Linked DNA regions of Bos taurus: region 1 is linked to region 2. Evidence: chromatin contacts called from public Hi-C data. All regions are on one chromosome and are shown on one strand. Each heading gives the region's core, a stretch centred on a gene start, on an enhancer-like site or on the middle of the called end of the contact. The rest is flanking DNA. Distances are from core to core; before and after follow the strand shown. Region 1 holds the start of VGLL4 (vestigial like family member 4). Region 2 overlaps ATG7 (autophagy related 7).

Region 1 (3,614 bases), core at 1,022-3,521, 240 kb before region 2:
CGAAAACTTTTCTTCTCAAAATAAGTATATAAAATGAAGTATCTAAATCGAAGTATCTGAAAGCAGGTGATTTTTTTTTTTTCCATCTGAGAAAAAAGCGCTGGTTTTCAACTGCATGACAGAACTGCCTGGGACTCTTTAAAAGCAACCCCAGTGCCGGGCCCCAGCTCCTCAGATTATTTTGGGCTGCACCCTCAGGATCAGGGCCCTGATTCTAATGTGCCCGTCAGCTTTCTCTTGTGTGGTGTGCACGATTGAGAACTGATATCAAAGAGGGTAGTACCATAATTGTTTTCCAGAATCACCTGCAAGGTTGAATCCAAACAAAAACTGTCAGTTGAACCCAACTCTGTACCTAAAGGTACTAAGTACAATAATATAAATCAGATGTGTATATGAGAGGCCACACGAGTTTTCTTCTGACCTTCTCCATGAAGTACCATCAAGTATTTTAATTACAATTGACGATGGACCTATTTTTCAGATTCTAGATATATAATCTAGTGTAGATAAATAGCCTTAGAAAGTAAAGCTCGTGAAATGTTGATTCCTCTGTTGCCTACTTCACCTGCCCTTATTCCAGTTACACTGTTGCAGCAGCGATGGCGAATCTACCGGGTGTCCTATTTATCTCCAAATAAGAGTCAATTAACATAACTTGTCCTAAACATGCCTGTTACCCCAAGTGCAGCTGTTGCTAATCTTTTAACACACAAGCTGTTGAAATTACTTATTCAATTTTTATTTTAGAGTATTAGTGTTAGGTCTTGGTCTACAATATAGCACATCCCTTGGTATTTTCTAAATCTCCAAACAGATATGGTAATATTAGTACAGAAACACTTCTCATGGTGACTTAACTAGCCTATTCATGGTGCCAAAAGCTAGCTGCCATCTCCAGAGAGAAAACTTTTTTTCCCCTTTATTTTGCTAGCATGATCTTCATGTGCTGAAGAGTCTGAACATCAGTTATTTACTGATTTCAGTAAACAGCTTTTGGGCATCACTTGTCTGAATGTGACATTTAAGGTCCAGGTCCTACCAAGACAGACGACATGGCAGCATGATACTCAGTTAGCCTCCGATACACAGATGGAACAGCTTTGTTATGTGCAAAACAAAAATAATTTTCATCTCTCCTACCCATTATGTCCCTTAGGCTTTCTATTTTGTATCTAAAGTCTTAACTTCCTTAAACTCTCTCTTTCTCCCCCCGCTTCTTGTGTTTTAGAAGGTTATAATATTAGGGAATAAAACACTCTACAAGTAGTTCTACTAACTATTTTGGGAGCCATAGACCATTATTTAATCCCTCTGAGCCCCAGTTTCCGATGCTGTAAAAAGGTGATACCACCCCTGGCCTATTTATGTGAGCTGTTATGATGGTTATGAGAGAAGTTATATGTAAAGTGTAAATGCAAAGTTGTAAAACAACTTTTAAAAGAGAAGGAAAGAAAAAAGAAAAAGATTAAAAAAAAAAAAAAAGCGTGGTCTGTGTACCACAGCAAAGCCGTTTGGGTTCCTGAAACCCAAAAGTGCAGCGGCAGCAGAGTTAAATTCCACGGAAGTTTTGCTTCCATGATGGATTTCTTTTTTTTTTTTTTTAACCCGGCTCCTGGAGGGGGAAAAAAAAGGCGACTTCCTGGGTTTTCTCTTCCCTCCCCTGGTGTTGCAAAGTCGTAGGGCGGCTTCCTGGCCAGAGACGTTCGGCCCTGGGCCCCTCCAAGTGTGGGGACCCCCCCCTACCCCCTGCCTGCCCCGGGCCTCCACCTCCTCTCGTTCTCCTTGCAAACACTCGCTCCATTTAGAGCCGGAGCCTGTGCAGAGAGCATCCTGCCCCTCGCGGCGCCCCGGGGATGCCAGTGAGCATGCTCCGCGCGCCGGGAGGAGGCCGGCCGTGCGCATTCGAGTCATTCCAGGCATAGCCGGCGTGTCGGCGCGGCGGACTCGCAGCGGGCTGTGAGCGGCGCGAGCGCGGCTTTGTCCTGGGAGATGGGCCGCGGGCTGCCCCTCCTCGCCCCGTTCTCCGCTGCAAGACACCCCCGTACGTTAGGCTTTTGAAAACGATTTTTCTTTTCCATTTTTTTTAAATAAATGCTGGATTGACGATCCAGGACGCATACCGTCTGCACACGAGCCCTCGAAGGGTTTTCTTTCTGCAAGTTCGATTTGGTGTGCCTGTCTCTCTTTTTCTTTTTAAGGAGTTTTATTGATTTTGTTTTGATCCGAGGCCGGGCCTCCGTCTTCTGTGAAGTTTTTTAAAGAGGAGAGCCGGGAGCTCCTCAGCCGTAGTTGACTTTGGAAACTGTATTTTTTTTTTTTTTTCCCCCGGGGGGCGCAAGCAAAGAGCTGGTTTTCTGTGCTAGCCCGATCAATGCTATTTATGAAGATGGACCTGTTGAACTACCAGTACTTGGACAACATGAACAACAATATCGGCATTCTGTGCTACGAAGGTAGAGACCGTCCCTTCTAGAACTGCCGCCCTGTTGGTTTTTGGGCAAGGCCACTCCTCCTCTCCCGGTTCCGATCGCCTTCTGTGCGTTTTGTTCTTATTTCTTGGGACTTTTCAGGGTGCTCTGGAAGGCAAGCGGCGCTTTCCTCCGAACAGAGTGGTGTTTGTGTCTCTTAGGCTTCAGGGTTACATTGGAGAGGGCTGAGGGGCGGGAGGCGGTGAAATATATACATTGTTAAAACCTTGGCTTTTTCCTCGTGACTCCTTACACTTTAAACTCTTGAAAGATGTATTTCTTTCTTTTTTTTTTTTGGAGTCTGTTGGTGTTTTCTTTAGAGGAAGAACTTCTAGGACCCAAGCAAAAAGTTAAAACATGTCGGATTTTCTTTCTCTCTCTCTCTCTCTTTTTTTTTTTGCTTTGATACTTAAACATACACCGTCTATTGTACAGTATTCTTGCTGTATTCCTACAGCCAATAAGCGCTTGGGATGTGCAGCTAGAGGGGAACAGAAAGTTACAGTGAATTTTTGTGTTGGGGAGCGATTGTCCCAAACAATGAAGTTTTTTTTTTTTTTTCCTTCTATTCATTTCGGGGGCCCGGAAGGGCACCCATGTCATGGAGCACAGACTGGCTCTTTGTCTGAATTCCCATTTCCTGTACAGCTCCGGGAGGGTTCTGACATTGAGGGATGTTCCCTCCACACTCCATTCCCTTGTGGAAGCAAGCGATTGCACAACCCACCAACCAGTAAGCTAAATTAAAAAAAAAAAAAAGAAACCCTCTGAATTCTTATTGTTTATTACCTCCTACTAAACCGTGAGGTATTTCCCCACTGCTGGGTAGTATTTCAAGCTGTCTCTGTTAGTAGTAAGAAGAGAAAAGGCGATTTCTTAATCTCCTGGAACATTATCTACGTGCGATTTGAAAACGTGGTAATGGTCTGAGTATTGAGTAGTTGGAGACACTCCGGGGGAATTCTGCCGGGCAGGGGAAGTGTTTGTTTGGATTTTTGGGTTTTGTTTTTTTTTTTTTTTTGGTAACCACATGCAAATCTGATGCAGCGGGAGAAGTTTCCATGTTTTTGCCCTATAGTGAAACTGAGCATTTCTCAGGAAAAAGAAAACATGGAAGAAACTTGGGAGGGCTACCGGATACAC
Region 2 (3,309 bases), core at 645-3,144:
CTGGTGGCTTAGACCATTCAAGAATCTTCCGGCAATGCAGAAGACCTGGGTTCCATACCTGGGTTGGGAAGATCCTCTGGAGAAGGGAATGACTACCCACTTTGATATTCTTGCCTGGGAAGTTTCATGGACAGAGGAGCCTGGTGGGCTACAGTTCACAGGGTTGCAAAGAGTTGCACACGATTGAGCAACTAACACTTTCACTTCAGTCTAAAATATAGGTGATTTTTAAGTCCAGAAGGGCAGACATCAATATCTGACAATGATCTGCACGGCTAGGATATAGTGAATTATTTCTTTATCCTTAAATATACTTGTTGATTTTTCTGCAATGAAAACGCATTGCTTGGGGACTACAGAAAAAAGCAAGGAAAGGAAATATAAAAGCTAGCAACGTCAAGGGTCAGCAGGGAGCCAGAGCTTATCTCATCCGACTGACTCATGTAACCGAAGAAAGGGAAGCGGGCAGAGCGGGGAGCACCGTGAAAAGCCCCGCCTGTCTTCCTGGGCCCCTACCCCCATGCCGGGGCTGCAGCGGCTGGACTCCTCAGGCTAGGAAACCCCCTAAGCCCAGTGCTAGGTGAGAAAGAGCCTCAAGGGCCAGAGGAAATACAGCCAGATTGCACTCAGGAACCACCAAGATGGAAACAACTCACCAAGACAAGGGGAATGAGGGAATGAGGCGTGCCGCTCCCCAGAACGCCTTCAGAAACCTGCCATGTTCTCTTGCCCTGGCTGTCGCCCGTGTGATTCCCGGGGCCTGGAATATCTCCCCCATGTCCTCTCTCCCATGGATCTCTACACATTCCTCCTTATCCTTTAACGTCAGCTTAGAAGCTGCTCAGAGGCCTTCCCGGGTCTTCCCCATTTACAAAGCTAAATGGTACCAGGACACCCCCACTAGAGGATATCCTGCAACTTGCACGGCATGGCAAAACATGAAAACAAGAGGCTATGCCTTGACTCTGGAGCACATCACAGTGTTAGGGAGATTAGTATTGGTTTATAGGTCTCCCTCACTCTTGGCTCAGTCAGTAAAGAATCTGCCTGCAATGCAGGAGACCCGAGTTCGACCCCTGGGTCAGGAAGATCCCCCTGGAGAAGGAAATGGCAACCCACTCCAGTATTCTTGCTTGGAGAATCCCATGGATAGAGGAGCCTGGTGGGCTACAGTCCACGGAGTCACAAGAGTCGGATGCAACTTAGTGACTAAAGCGCTCTCTTGTTAGTGTTCTCTGAAGGCAGCGGCTGTTTTAATCATCTCTGCATCTCTGGCACACAGCAGGGACTCACATGTCCGCTGAGTAAACGAACGACTGCGGACAGACAGTGAGAGTCCCATTTCTCCTTCCAAACCCAGCCTTTGTCTTTTCGTCCCAACAGCGCATCAGCAGAACTTTTAGGAAAAAGGTTGCTCTGGGGTAGAGGTTTTTCTTAAAAGATTTTTAAATACTTGAGTTTAATGTTGACTTTTCACACTTCTTCAATTAACAAAGAAAAGAGAAGTGAGAGAAGAAAGGTAGGATTACATAATATCAAAAGAAAAATGATGGCCGGGCTCTGCCGAAGGCAATGAACGCACAGCTGACCGTATGATGACGCCAGAGCTGGCGTGTATTCTTCCACCAGCCTCTGTCCGCAAGATGCGCACACAGGTGCACATGAACAGCCAATAACAAGTCACTTTGGGAAGGTTACTCACAGCCCATCAACAGAAGGGCCCGGCGTACTGTAAACACCAGGATGAGTATAGTATTAGGGTTGCTAATGGCTAATTAAAATCTGAAGATCAGGTTTCTGGGCACATCTTGCTGCATCTGGGCACTAGGCAGTCCCAGATGGTATGAGAGCGGAGTTTCGGGCCTGCTTCCTCATAACAGGCTGTCCCTGCAACACTGCCAAGGTGCGGAGTGACGGAATCGTGCAACCACAGCAAGAGTCCCCTGCCTGCAGTCTCCTCGGGCACGGCCCTGTTCCTGACTTGGAAGGTCCAACAGAAGGTTCCAGTCAACTGCTGGGTCCCAGAAACAAGGCTGCAGTTCCATCAGCACCAGAGGGGACCTAGTTTTAATCCTTGGGAAAGAGAATGGTCACAATACTCAGCATATTGCTCCCCCCCCCCAAGACTGTCTCCGAAGGGGCACAAGGAAACTTTCCGGGGTAAGGGATACACTCTGTGCCTTGACGGAAATGTACGTTACATGGGTGTATGTGTTTGTCCAAAGTATAGAATTAAGTCTTTTGAGATTTCTGCATTTTTATGTATGCAAACTGTACCTAGAAAATAAGAACCGTGCACAATGATCAAATTCCAGGCGGTAGGCTTACTATCTGCAATGGGAGGGACTAGCAATTGGAACTACTTTCTGTGTAGTTCAGTGAATCAGCCAGTGTAATGGGAGCCGGGCTTCTCACCGTGGGGGAAGGTAGTTACTAACACAGAAAGGGGGAAATTCTCACTACCAAAGGGGGGTAACTTCACCATGTGCCTCCTGACATGAGGACACACCATCTCTTCTCTGCCAAAAATTCATAACTTGAATCTAGTCATAAGGAAACAGCAGACAGATCCAAACAGAGGGAAATTCTACAAGATAACTGGCACAACGTCAGTGTTCAAGTTAAGGAAAGATGAAGAAAAGCTAAGGAACTTCTCCAGACCGAGGGAAGCCAGACAGACACGACACCTGAACGCCTGATCCTCCTGACTCGGATTCTGGTCTGGAGAAAATGCTTATGAAGGACATTACTGGTACAAATAACACCACCTGAAACGCAGACTGTGCGTCAGGTCAGTATTATGCAAACATTTACCTGCCTGCATTTGATCAGTGCATTCTGCTTAGGTAAGACAGGAATCTTTTTCTGAGGAAACATACACTGATGTATTTAGCTGTAAACAATCACAATGTCTCCAACTCATTCCCAGAGTTTCAAGAAAAAGAGGAGGGGGACTTCCCTGCTGGTCCAGTGGTTAAGAATCCACCTGCCGATGCAGGGGACACAGGTTCAATCCCTAGTCCGGGCACTAAGATCCCACATGTCACAGGTCAACTAACCCCATGAGCCACAACTGCTGAGCCCACGCACCCTGGAGCCCAAGCTCTGCAACCAGGAAACCACCACAATGAGCAGCCCCACGTTGGAAGACTGGTCCCTGCTCACTACACCTAGAGAAAGCCGGAGCACAGCAACGAAGACCCAGCACGGTAAAAAACAAAACAGAAAGAAAGAAAAAGGAGAGGGAGGGAGGGAGAAGATCACATACACACAAATGCAGAAAAGTATAAACAACGGGGAGATCTGGGT

The links. Hi-C and Micro-C count contacts between places; a contact is called where the count stands out from the background.
Region 1: a contact with region 2 is called in a Hi-C map of skeletal muscle, with 4 times the contacts expected there. The contact joins the promoter of VGLL4 here to the enhancer-like site in region 2. A contact is called at or near these places in 3 of 11 Hi-C or Micro-C datasets (liver, skeletal muscle and skin fibroblasts).

What each region holds. Positions count from the first base shown.
Region 1 is chr22:55,650,178-55,653,791 of ARS-UCD2.0, reverse strand. It overlaps VGLL4 (vestigial like family member 4), which reads left to right and starts at 2,271. Exons shown (of 5, transcript NM_001099128.1): 1 at 2,271-2,456. The coding sequence starts at 2,375.
Region 2 is chr22:55,411,391-55,414,699 of ARS-UCD2.0, reverse strand. All of the region lies in intron 17 of ATG7 (autophagy related 7), which reads right to left. Among named protein-coding and RNA genes, the nearest start is that of ATG7, 110 kb to the right of the region's middle. Within about 2 kb of position 1,894, at least 2 of the 102 cell types and tissues checked have an H3K27ac peak or open chromatin away from gene starts, as enhancers often do. A contact at or near this core is called in skeletal muscle, where this site is marked.